Regions from separate parts of the Triticum aestivum genome. Here region 1 is linked to region 2. The links are chromatin contacts, called in public Hi-C maps. All regions are on one chromosome and are shown on one strand. The core of a region is the stretch at or near the end of the contact, and the rest is flanking DNA. Distances in the headings are between cores, read along the strand shown.

The links. A called contact is a pair of places that touch in the nucleus more often than the background predicts.
Region 1: a Hi-C map of leaf shows a contact between it and region 2, with 6 times the contacts expected there. The contact joins the promoter of LOC123166626 here to the promoter of LOC123164422 in region 2. A contact is called at or near these places in 2 of 5 Hi-C or Micro-C datasets (both in leaf).

The regions. Positions count from the first base shown.
Region 1 is chr7D:124,710,548-124,717,184 of IWGSC CS RefSeq v2.1, forward strand. It overlaps LOC123166626, which reads left to right and starts at 4,912. Exons shown (of 1, transcript XM_044584432.1): 1 at 4,912-5,477. The coding sequence starts at 4,920. The coding sequence ends at 5,258. LOC123166625 (probable transcription factor At1g66420) reads left to right here and starts at 5,622. Exons shown (of 2, transcript XM_044584431.1): 1 at 5,622-6,637. The coding sequence starts at 5,755.
Region 2 is chr7D:123,977,759-123,984,147 of IWGSC CS RefSeq v2.1, forward strand. It overlaps LOC123164422, which reads right to left and starts at 4,553. Exons shown (of 18, transcript XM_044581892.1): 1 at 3,090-4,553; 2 at 828-913; 3 at 393-746; 4 at 225-308. The coding sequence starts at 4,176.

The DNA.
Region 1 (6,637 bases), core at 3,662-6,161, 730 kb after region 2:
TGAAACTATCGATTGTATCGGTGGTATAAGCCATGAAAAAGTTATATTACAGTAGCTACAATGCAAAAACAAAATATGAATTGGTTTGCAACAGTACTTAAAGTAGTGATTTGCATTATTATACTAACGGATCTCACGAGGTTTCTGTTGAGTTTTGTGTGGATGAAGTGATCAAAGATTGAGGAGGTCTCGATATGAGAAGAAGGAGGAGAGGCAAGAGCTCAAGCTTGGGGTTGCCCAAGGCACCCCAAGTAAATATTAAAGGAGACTCAAGGGTCTAAGCTTGGGGATGCCCCGGAAGACATCCCATCTTTCTTCAACAAGTATCGGTATGTTTTCGTCTTTGTTTTGTTCACGTGATATGCATAAATCTTGGAGCGTCTTTTGTGTTTAGTTTTCACTTTTCTTTTATGCACCATGTTGGTATGAGATAGTCCATTGTTTATTTATAGAATGCTCATAGCACTTCACTTATATCTTTTGAGTATGGCTTTATAGAATGCTTCATGCGCTTCGCTTATATCATTTGAAGTTTAGATTGCTTGTTTCTCTTCACATAGAAGACCGTTATTTGAAGAATGCTCTTTTGCTTAACTTATATTTATTAGAGCATGGTATATTTTAGAAAAAAAATTAAACTCTCATGCTTCACTTATATCTATTTAGAGAGTCAACATGAATTGGTCATTTGCATGGTTAGTCATAAAATCCTAGATAAAACTTATGGATCACTAAATATGATATGTTTGATTCCTTGCAATAGTTTTGCGATATAGAGATGGAATATGTTGGAGGTACTAGTAAAACGGTTGTGGTTAGTAAGAATATTGGTGTTAAGGTTTGTGATTCCCGAAGCATGCACGTATAGTCTCTCGTTATGCTATGAAGTTGGAGCATGATTTATTATTGATTGTCTTCCTTATGAGTGGCGGTCGGGGATGAGCGATGTTCTTTTCCTACAAATCTATCCTCCTAGGGGCATGCATAGTAGTACTTTGCTTCGAGGGCTAATAAACTTTTGCAATAAGTATATTAGTTCTGTATGACTAATGTGAGTCCATGGAATATACACACTCTTACCTTTCCGCAATTTGCTAGCCTCTACAGTACCGTGCATTGCCCTTTCTCACCTCGAGATGTGGTGCAAACTTCGCAGGTGCGTCCAAACCCCGTGATATGATACTCTCTATCACACATAAGCCTTATTATATCTCCCTCAAAACAGCCACCATACCTACCTATTATGGCCTTTCCATAGCCATTCCGAGATATATTGCCATGCAACTTCCACCGCCTCCGTTTTGATGACTTGAGCGTTCATTGTCATATTGCTTTGCATGATCGTAATATAGCTAGCATGATATTTCCATGGCTTGTCCGTTTTTGATATCGTTGTTACGCTAGATCATTGCACATCCTGGTACACTGCCAGAGGCATTCATATAGAGTCATATTTTCCTATAGCTATCGAGTTGTAATATTGAGTTGTAAGTAAATAGAAGTGTGATGATCATCAATTTTCATTATTAGAGCATTGTTCCAGTGAGGAATGGATGATGGAGACTATGATTCCCCCACAAGTCGGGATGAGACTCCGGACCAAAAGAAGAAAAAAGGAAAAACAAGAAAAAGGGGAAAAAGAAAGAAAAAAGGAAAGAAAAGAAAAATTAAAAAAATGAAAGAAAGAAGGAAGAGAAGGGGCATGCTAATTCCACACTTGTGCTTCAAAGTAGCACCATGTTTTTATATAGAGAGTCTCCTATGTTGTCACTTTCATATACTAGTGGGAATTTTTTTATTGTAGAGTTAGATGCACACCCACTTAGTTTTCATATTGAGCTTTCATACACTTATAGCTCTTAGTGCATCCGTTACATGGCAATCCCTACTCCTCGCATTGATATAAATTGATGGGCATCTCCATAGCCCGTTGGTTAGCCGCGTCGATGTGAGACTTTCTTACTTTTTTGTCTTCCTTATATTTACCCCTATCATCATACTCTATTCTACCCATAGTGCTATATCCATGGCTCGCGCTCATGTATTGCGTGAGGGTTGAAAAAGCTGAAGCGCGTTAAAAAGTATGAACTAATTGCTGGGCTTGTCATCGGGGTTATGCATGATAAATACTTTGTGTTAAGAAGACAGAGCATGACAAGACTATATGATTTTGTAGGGACAACTTTCTTTAGCGTTGATATTTTGAAAGACACGATTATTTGTTGGGATGCCTGAGTATTGATGTCTTTATGTCAAATTATAGACTATTGCTTTGAACCATTCGTGTCTTAATATTCACATGATTAGATATATGATCAAGATTATGCTAGGTAGCATTCCACATAAAAAAATATGTTTTATCATTTACCTACTCGAGGACAAGCAGGAATTAAGCTTGGGGATGCTGATACGTCTCCGTCCTATCTATAATTTTTGATTGTTTCATGCCAATATTATACAACTTTTACATACTTTTGGCAACATTTTATATGATTTATTGGACTAACATAGATTCAGTGCCCAGTGACAGTTCCTGTTTTTTTGCATGTTTTTTGTTTCGCAGAATATCCATATTAAACGAAGTTCAAACATGATAAAAATTTACGGAGATTTATTTTGGAATATATGTGGTTTTTTGGAGTTGGAATCAACGCAAACGGGGGCCCACAACCACCACAAGACACCTGGGCACGCCAGGCAGCCCAGGCGCGTGGTGGTGGGTTGTGCCCTTCTCGTAAGTCAGTTGGAGCTCTACTTCGGGCGCAAGGAAGCTTATATCCAGAAAAAATCGTGTTAAAATCTCAGCGCAATCGGAGTTACGGATCTCTGGGAATATAAAAAACGGTTTTCGGCCAGAAAACAGGAACATGAAACAGAAGAGAACAGAGAGGGAGATCCAATCTCGGAGGGGCTCCTGCCCCTCTGCCGCCGTGGAGGCCATGGACCAGAGGGGACTCTCCTCCCATCTAGGGGGAGGCCAAGGAAGAAGAAGGAGGGGGCTCTCTCCCCCTCTCTCCCGGTGGCGCAGGAGTGCCGCCGGGGCTAGGATCGTGACGATGGACTCCAGGATGGCCTGCTGCTCCGCCATCTCATCGGACTGGGTGACGGCGAACTCCGCCTCCGCCTGCTCCATGTTGAAGCCCGACAGCTTCAGCTCCGGCTGCTCCCCCTCCTCCCCCTCCATCGGAGCCACCTCCTCCTCTTCCCCCGGCTGCTCCTCCTACTCCCGCTCCGGCGAGTCCGGAGGCAGCCCGACAGCGACACGGGCGGCGCACGCGGCTTGTCTCGCCCGGGTCTCCGGCTGGATCTCGTAGCGGCGCTCCGGCGTGAGCATTGTGTAGGTGATCTTTCTCCGGACCATGGCGGAGCGCCGTAGCGTGTGCAGAGCGCTAGAGCGGGAGAGGAAGGAGGTGGATGGGCTCGAACTGGCGGCACAGAGAGGGGGAGGTGGATGGACTAGGGTTGCGGGACTCCGACCGGGTTAAATAGGCGCATTTGCTCTCGGGCGGCGAGCAGGAGCGGCGCCACGCGGCGTTTCCGTCGGACCGCCGGGTTTCTGGGCGAGTCTGTGTGGGACCCGTTCGTCCGTCCTAGATAGCGGGCGTGCCCGGGCGCCCTCATATCCGCCCCATATTTAGGCTGGATATGAAGGGTGTCGGTCAGCCCGGGTGTTTGAGGCCCGTTTGTGGGGGGCGTCGTGGGATGGAGATTCGAACCATTGACCTTCTCTCTGGTAGCCTGCAACGGAAGGAACGTGATGACCAACTGCGACAACTAATTTTTCTGAACAAATTAGAGTTGCGCTCTATTTGTATATGCTCTTCAACCTATAATTAGATCAGGATTGGGCCTGGGCCGTTGCTCTTGTGGCTGGGCCGCGTGCACATGGCTTCATCAACGTACAGAAAATAGAGCCCACCCTACAGTATTAATGTCTTTGGATATTTCATGTTGAATAATCCCACATGGCTCCAATCACATTACTTTCACTAATTTATACTCCCTCCGTAAACTAATATAAGAGTGTTTAAATAACTACTTTAGTGATCTAAACGCTCTTATATTAGTTTACAGAGGGAGTAGATGTTTAACAACATTGTATGGTGTGAGCTAATTAAAAGGACTTCTTCACATGGAAGAGGGGAAGTGCTTTGGAGGCTTGGAGGCTGCGTGATACATGGGATATATTGAAAATTCGCTTAAGAAGTTGTGGCTCATATGTGATGCAAGAGAGGTGCTTTGGTTGGGCTTAATATCACAAAACCCCACAACACCGGCTTGATACATGAAATTTTTATAATTTTTTCATCTTCTCTGCTCTATCTTCTAAAAAAATATGCAGTTGATATGTGTTTTCTGTAGAATTTGGTGTGCAACTCCCTGTCACCAGATAAGACAGAGCGGATGCTACACTGTTCATGCCAACCGAAGACATGCCCTGTTTCAACTTCCGTCCGGGCTTCATGCTCATTCACTCCAACACCAGAGATAGAGATCAACATCACGAACGGTTGTGGACGTCTTTGCGATGCCGTTTTCAACACCTCAACTCTGCGCTCATCCATGCCGGCACTATGTTCAAACCGCATTGTCGCCTGATTCGTCGCAACAGTGTTTGCTCCGATCATAAACATGCTTACATGTTGCATTCAAGTAGGACGGTGTAAGGACATCTTTTCTCCCGTTGCAACGCACGGGCGTTTTGCTAGTAAAATAAAAAATTTGGGAAAAGTCAACGAGGGCGTGAAGCTTTCTCCCTGCTCACCGAAAGGCGCCGCAACCATCCAAGCTGGAATGTCGAATCTCCTCTCCCGCAAGAACAGAACACATACGCAGCGCAGTCGACCACCTCCCGTGTGTATATATATATAACTCCAGCCCGACCAAGGTGCACAACACGGAGAAAGAAACGGTACCACATGGACGCGCTCTTCGAGCAACTCTCCGCCGTCGCCGACATGGCTCTCGACCTCGACGGCCGGGGCTTCGACCCAGAACAGCTCGCCGGCGTCCTCGCGCTCTTCGAGGGCGAGGCGCACGCCTCGTGGGCGGCGGCCGAGGCGGAGTACGAGGCGGTGGCCCGCGGCACCGAGGCGGCCGTGGCGACCGCTCAGGGCCACCTGAACGCCGTCATGGGCGCGGCCGTCGGCAAGTACCGCGGCTCAGCCGGCGAGGCCGACGCGCTGTCCGCGGCCATGGCGGCGATGGATACGGCCTTCAAGGCAACGTCCGGGACACATCCCTCCTCACGCCCGTGAGATCGAGCGGGAAAGATCTGTGCGCGCACGCACCGCAAGACCGGTCGATATGCTCCATGAGCATGTACGTATGTGCCTGGCTGCATGGCTGGTCTATGAGACTATGACTATGATGATGTACTCGTATGGAAACCAGAGCACCTGTGTTTGTTGACCTCGTGTTCATGGCTGTGCGCATCGGCATGTGTGGTGTCATTTCCGAACGGATGCACACGGTCCGTGGTGGCTCCGTGCCGTTCGTGCACCGCCAGACCAGGTGCGACCTGCGAGTGCACGGGTCCAAGTCCAACAGGTGGCGACAGTGAACCGCGAGCGGAAAACCCGCTCCTTGCCAGTTTCCGGCGCAGCAGCGCGTGCTGCCACTCCGACGCCTTCCTCGGCGCCTGCCCCGACCCCCGCACTCCCCTCCCCTTCCGCTTCCCCCAGATTCCCAATCCCCCCCAAACCCCGCACCCAAAATTCGAATCCCGCGCCTCCCCCTCGCCCTCCGCCGCCGATGCCCTCCTCCAAGCGCCCCTCGCCGCGCGCGTCCGCCGAGATGGAGGACGACGCGTCCGCCGACGCCGACGCCGGCCTCCGCGCCTCCCCGCCCCGCCCCAGCAAGCGCTCCAAGTCCCGCTCCCGCTCCGGCGACCGCCGCCGCTCGCCCAACCCTAACCCTAGGCCCCGCGCCGACTACTACGGCTCGGCGCCCTCCCGCAAGAGCGAGCGCAAGCGCAAGCCCCGCTCCTTCCCGGACTCCGCCTTGCTCTCCCAGGCCATCGCGCCCGCCTCTTCCTCGGGCGGCGGCGGCGGCGGGCTCGGCCTCGGCGGCCACGGGGCCGCCCAGAAGCTCTGGACCGACGCCGACGAGATCGCGCTGCTCAACGGCGCCATCTCCTTCCGGGCGCGCTACGGCATCGCGCCGCGCCTCCCCGACGTGGAGGGGCTCTACGAGTCCCTCAGGGACTCCCTCTCGTCGCACATCAACCAGGCCAAGGTCTACTACAAGCTCAAGCGCCTCAAGAGCAAGTTCTGCAACACGGCGCTGCCGCCCACCAGCACCCCGCACGAGCGCCGGGTGCGCGCCCTCTCTGCTGACCTCTGGGGCACCGAGGTCGCGCCTTCAGCAGAGGATCTCCCAGAAGCAGAAGAGCCCGAGGAGGAGGACGCAGATGACGAATATACTGGCGCGGATGTGCCTTTGGCGGTGTCGGTGAGGCTGCCCTTGGTCAGCGAGCTGCTAGGTGAGTACTGGAGGAGGAACGGGCGTGCCATGTCAGGAGTGTCACTGGAGAAGGGTTTGGGGTTGCTTGGTGCAGAGGAGGGCAATGTAGCCGAGACTAGATGGAGGAGGCAGCTTGATGCCGAGATGCGCACACAATTGCGCCGACATGATT
Region 2 (6,389 bases), core at 3,303-5,802:
TATAACTTACAACTACAGAATATGTCAAAATCATAAATTACAGTTACCTCTATCTCTAGCATTATGTTTTTCATACAAGACTATCAAATTTTACCAACCATGTTTATCAGAAAAAATCAAATAGTGCACATTGAGAAATGGACCCAATCATGTTTAGGAGAAGTTATGTACATGCAACCTAGAGAAACAGTTTATATAAAGTACATAAATCCAATATAAATTACCACAAGAGCAGCTTCCAACGATTCAGATGAGAGACCCAGTTCTGATTGTATATCACCAACACTAACTTTTCCTTGGTCAATTAGCTGCGAAATACAAGCATAAAACCCACTTAAGTAATAACACCAAACATCTGTACAAAAATCTTGCTCTGCAAGATTACCAGGTACCTTTCTCAGAAATGTAGAAACATCACCAGAACTGCTCACAACATTCCCAGCTCCTGTAGGCTGATCAACAACCATATTTGTGCATTGAACTTGTTGACTTTCCGTGCCTCTAACAGCACATGTTGACGTTACCAGCTCTGTTGTCTGCGCTTTATTTTGGCTGGACAAACTAGAGCTCATGGATGTGAAGTTCATGAATTTGTCCTTACTCTTGCGTTTAGATCTTATTTGAGCAAAATTTTCATCATCCAGCCCAACTTGTGTGGTATCCTGTTCAGCAAAACCATTGACATGGTGTACGGAGCTGATTCCTCTGACTCTAGAATGCTTCGAGCAAAATATACGCAACTCAACCTACACACAGATATACAAGAAAACTATTAGCAAGCATAAACAACCAAGGCAAACAGCATACACGAGAAGAAATAGCCTAACATTCTTAAGCCCAGATTTTCCCCATATCTCCATCTGATGCTTCTTCTCTCTTGCGCATATAGGATGAAAGCAAGCCCGGCATGTCCCTGGAAAAAACAAGTAGTTAGTAACCAAAAAGGAACATATATCAACAAGGTTAAAGAAAGTGTTAGGTGTAAACTCCTAGTTTTGTCTCTGCCTAGCAATTATCTTGCCTAAGCGCATGCATAGCAGCGGTTAATGATAGGTATTCTGCTTGTCACCTAACGCCTAGGAACGCTCAAGAGAACACCTGGCGGTGTCAGTGTCCAAACTGTCTTATTTGTGATACGGACGTAATATATCTAAAACCAAAAGAAAATGCCTTTAAACATGGCTTACAAATTTAAAAAGTAGCAACAAAACAAAAACAATGTCTATCCACACACACAAAAAAAACAAATAATGGCCCACTTTGTTCTACTCAAAGCAATTGCTCCAAAGAGTTCAGCAATTTGGGACTGTTCTGTCATCTTGATATAAGAATACCAACAAGAACAGCCAAGCCCATAGTTACCCTTTCAGCTTACAAGGAGTATATGCCAAACAGCTGCCTAGAGCAAATTATGCGTCTTCTTAGTATTCACATCAACAACTTATAATCTAATAAGCTAATTTTTTCATGTTATACGAACTATATTCTCCAGAAAATAAGTTTATTCTTCATACCAAGGCAAAAGGTTTTTTTCATGAAGCGCAACATCTGAAACCCCTAAAACCCCCATAGTTGAAAATAAAAACTCTTACACTGGCAATTTCTATCACCACAGGAATGAGTCACAGTTAGACCACGATGACTAGCCTGAAGAAATAAAATCCACTTGACATGCTAACTTAAATCATGTAATAGCTATTATATGACATCCCAGAGGGCTAGTATTCACTATGCATGCTCTCAAGTTTCTGAGATTTCAATCAGAAAATGAATCTTCTTATAATGGCAGTAGCTCTTGTGCTCTTGATTTTTCACCAAGTTACTTCCGTCGAAGCACTTGGTGCTATTTCTAGTTATTTATGATGTTATTAGGGCATACTACCATCATAGCTAAAATATTGCATATACTCAAGTGTTACTACTCATGCACCCATGCAAAACAATTTAAACTGTTGGCTAGTTTACATATATGCCTGTGCATGGATCTCCCCTCCCTAAAAAGCATTTTGAAGAAGCGTGTTCCTTAGGTTGGCTCCCAGGATGGGGGGATTAGAAATTTTAGAAGCATGTATTTCTCAAGTTAATATCAGCACACATTACACTTTTCACAGAATCAACCAAACAAAACACACACATTTCGAAATTCAGATCAGATCACCTCACCTAGATAAGAGCCATTTTAGGCAACAAGATATGCACAAAGAGCAGAACAAACCTAGGGGAACCCGTAGGCCTTTTGCCATTAACAGTCTCCATGATTGTATCATTCCAGAAAAACTGAATGTTTTTACGGCCATGTACAACCAAAGTACCATATTAAGTATGCTTGTCAAATAAAGCAGGTCACTAATTTTCCAAGAATATTGAACGGAAGGCAATTTAATCTCATCAAACACCGTGTTTCTTGTCCTACACAATCTATATGTTCTTAAATTAAAATCTGTAGGGTTGTGTTACATTCCATCGTCAACAGTGGTATATATACAGATTGCAATGTCCCGAAAAGCAGTAAAAGTCTAATCATCAAATACCGCAGTTCGAACAGCTAAATTCTTAGTTGGAACACAATCCTCAAGATGCAAAGCCTGCCTATGATCGATATTGGCAAGTATTATGCAACCTTGCAAAGCCTTCTGCCAGCAGATTAGGGTGATTAATAGTTCAACATGAAACAGCTTTTTTGCAGGAATTATGAATTTGCTTCTGCTGTTAGTCTCTGAACCGGTTCTACTCTGTCTCCTAGGAAGTAATCGCAACAAACCAGCAAATCAAACAATACTCTGGTCTAATTCTGATTCTGCTCGATCCCTGTGAATTTGCCAGTTATTAACTATAATAAATCATTTCAGACAACACGTGGTAAGTTTATGATAGACCTTACCACAAGAAAGCAAGGAAGGGACAAGGGGGAAAAGGTACCATTTCAGTGAGACAAAGCAGCATAAGAAGAAAGAAAACTAGGTGAAATATTTAGGAGTAGAATTTCACTATAGAGCGATGCCGTGAGGTGCAATGTATCCCATAAATTAGAGGCTTTCTGGTATACACAAGGACCACACTTCTACATGTGACAGAGTGGAAATACATACCATGGCTACATCGAACACATGCACCACGCATAATCTTGCAAATAGTGCAGACCATTTTTGTCCGCTTCTCTGGGATGTCTTCGATATTTGCGATAGGTTCCATTGAGTCCATGTCCTCTACAAAAACCTCCGGTGACCATAGACTACAGAACAAGTGTGCAAAATTCAGGTTGCCCCCATTTGCAATTCCACCAGGCTCACATTTTACAGGTTTCAAAGCACCTTTCTCCGTTGAGCAAAGCACACAAGGCATAAACGCAATCCTGCCTGCATCACTCTGTGTCAACCTCCGTTCACACAAGGCACACATCCAATAGCCATCTGGCTCGACCTGCACACCATAACACTTCTGGTGCACCGACACCTTGCAGCGATTGCACTGGAGCATCCTATTGGATGCAGCATCACTCTCTCCCAAACAACATACATCACACTTTGAACCAGAGTCACCTTCTAAGGGTGGCAGGACCACAAGCTGCTCAAGCCCAGCATCTGCACCCAGCAGCTTCCTCTTCTTGTTTGGGCGCTCCGAAGTGAGCACAGCCCGTCCTCTTGCTCCTAGGAGCCAACTCAATGAGGAGTCCGGATTCTGGCTGAGGCCTGGTAAAACAACACCATCTCTCTTGCCTGGATCTAGTTCAATTACCAGCGGCTGCTCGTCTTGGTGCAAAATCACCTCCTGCATATCCCGTTCACAGTGCTCTCCACTGGTCCCATTGCTATTGACTAGCTCCACACTGTTCCAAACAAAATCTGAGCTCTCATGTGGATCATGTTTGCTATGCACCATGCCGTTCTCCAACTCCATCGAGTTGGAACTCGAGTTTTCGGCGACCACGGCCACATCAGACGGATCAACATGCCTCCGCAACACTTTCTTGCCGCTGCCCACAAACGGCACAAGAAGGCATGGATCGAGCCAGCTGGAACTGGAGAGAGGCTTGGGCTCTGCCATCTCCAAATCCTGCAACGTCATATCCCGGAAATAAGGCTCCATCCTGTCCCAGAAAGCATTGGATCTCGCTTTGGGCTGCTCCACAGCAGCTGCCGGCTCCGGCGGCTGAGCCTTCTTGTGCTTCCTCCGCATGTCGCCGACCACCGCCCATCTGGCGACCCGGGCGGGCAGCAGAGGGTTCCGGGCCGCCGCCTCCTCGCCGTCGAACGGCGAGCGCAGCGACAGCGCCTTCCTGGCCTGCTCGGACGTGCCGACGCCGCCAGCCTCCGGCGAGGCCCCGGCGGCCGCGTCGTCGTCGCCGGCGAGTGGCGCATCGTCGCCGGCGTCCGGGGAGGACGGGCCTGCGCCGGCGTCGGCGGCGGGCCGAGCTCTCCGGCGAGGCGCCACGGCGGTCGTGGGGGCGGAAAACCTCCGGGGGCTAGGGTTTCTCTCGGGTCACGATTTTTGGGGGAGTTCAGATCCGCCAGCGGGAGGGAGGGAGAAAGATGGGAGAGAGAGACGGTTGCTTTTCCTTCCCTGTGTAAAAAAAAATCGCGGCGCCCGTTTGTCTGTCGCGTCCCACCGTGTCGTCGTAGTGGGCTGGGCCTCGGGGCCGTCGTGCTCGTGCCTCGTGAAAAGTGCCCTCGCCGTAAACGCCACGGGCACCCCGAGGCGACTCGCGCGCCTGCGCACAGCCTGGCTGCGCGGGCGGTCCCGCGTTGTCAGTGAGGGAGGTTGCGTCGCCGGAGCGATTTCGTCGAGGGGATATACCCCCTGACCCGGCTGCGGCTCTGTGTTTCGTCACGGGATTCGGTTCTAGTTGCATGACTGACGTGTGGTCCCGGCTGCCGCTACGTGTCCGCGGATCCTCGGTTCGGTTACCGGGTTGGCGGGTAGGTGACGGGACGCGTGGTGGCCTATGACTCGAGGCGGGCCCACTTGGTGTGCTGGGCGGGCGACTGCGCGCACGTACGCCTGCACGGCCACAGATTTGGAAACGGTTGGGGCCTCCCTTTCACGTGATGCGGGTCAATGGCAGGTGGGGCCCGGGTCTCCGTCTTTATGGGAGCCGTTGGACTGCGCGGTTCTGCTTCGATACGCACAGAGTACCAACAATGGGGCTGGCCCATTTCGCCAATCCACCAAGTGGACCTCGGCCGAAATGGTGAACACACCGGCCGGGTTCGGGCCCGTAAAAGCTTCGACAAATCAGTAGAGGTTTTATATTCAAATATGATTTTTTTTCTAGGTTATTCATTTGCTTTGTAGGATTAGAGCTTGCAATTTTCTCATTCATATAATAAGGAAAACACTCGCCTTCAGCCGGCGGATCGCACCCGGGTGTCCGCCGTCTCATATGTGCGGCACGTGTCCTGCGCGGCTCATCTAGAATTATCTCTTGTGTTTTTGTAACTGAGCTCTGGTTGCAGGATCTAGATCCTTAGGGTTTTTGCTCGCGCAGTCGAGGTACCCGCCGCCGCTCCCTATCTTCCTCTCGCTCCACTCGCCGCGCCGCCGCATCTAACGGCACCGCCCTCTTGTTGCAATTTGGAAGCCACCGTCGCTGTCGAGTTGTGCATCGCCGCCACCGCCTGGATCTGCTCGTCACCAACCCTTCTTTGCACCTCGCCGTTCGTCCCATGTCGCCGGCATGTGTGCTGCTGCCGATTACCAGTTCACCGCCTCTGCCTGGAAAAAAGAATTCTGCAACATCACCTTTGTTGCAAAAATGTTTCTGCAACAAGAACTATGTTGCGAAAAATTCTGCAACAAGTCCTCTGTTGCAAAAAAAACTTGTGGCAAAATATTTCTGTTACAAGGCTTCTGTTGCAAAAAAAAATTACAACATCACCTCTGTTGCAAAAGTTTATACAACACGACATATGTTAGAAATGTTTCTGCAACACCGCTCTTGTTGCAAGAGAGGTGACGCACATGGATGAGTAGATCGGACGGCTCCCCGCATAAATCCAACGGCCAGCCAGGCAGCGGATGTTTTATAGTTATCCACCGGCTGACGCGCCCCCATATAATAAAGGGTTGGGCATTATTTATTTACTAGTACAAATGCCCGAGCATTGCACCGGGTGAAAAAAAGGCGCACAGTCTGCTTTATGCGCCATTTTTTATATCCAATTTTAATAAACATTAATAATAAGGTTACACTGATTATTGCTTTTTGTAGAATGAAGTTTGGACATGAAGAAGCAACTTAGCATTCTTTGTCTGATGGAAGAGTAGTTTTGGATGGAATAGTATTCCATCAGTTTTTTTCTTTGAGAAAATGCGAAAATTTCCTTATTTTTAATAAAATTCACAAAAATTGGGACACTTTTAAGGAAAGCTAACGTTTTTATGGAAATTGG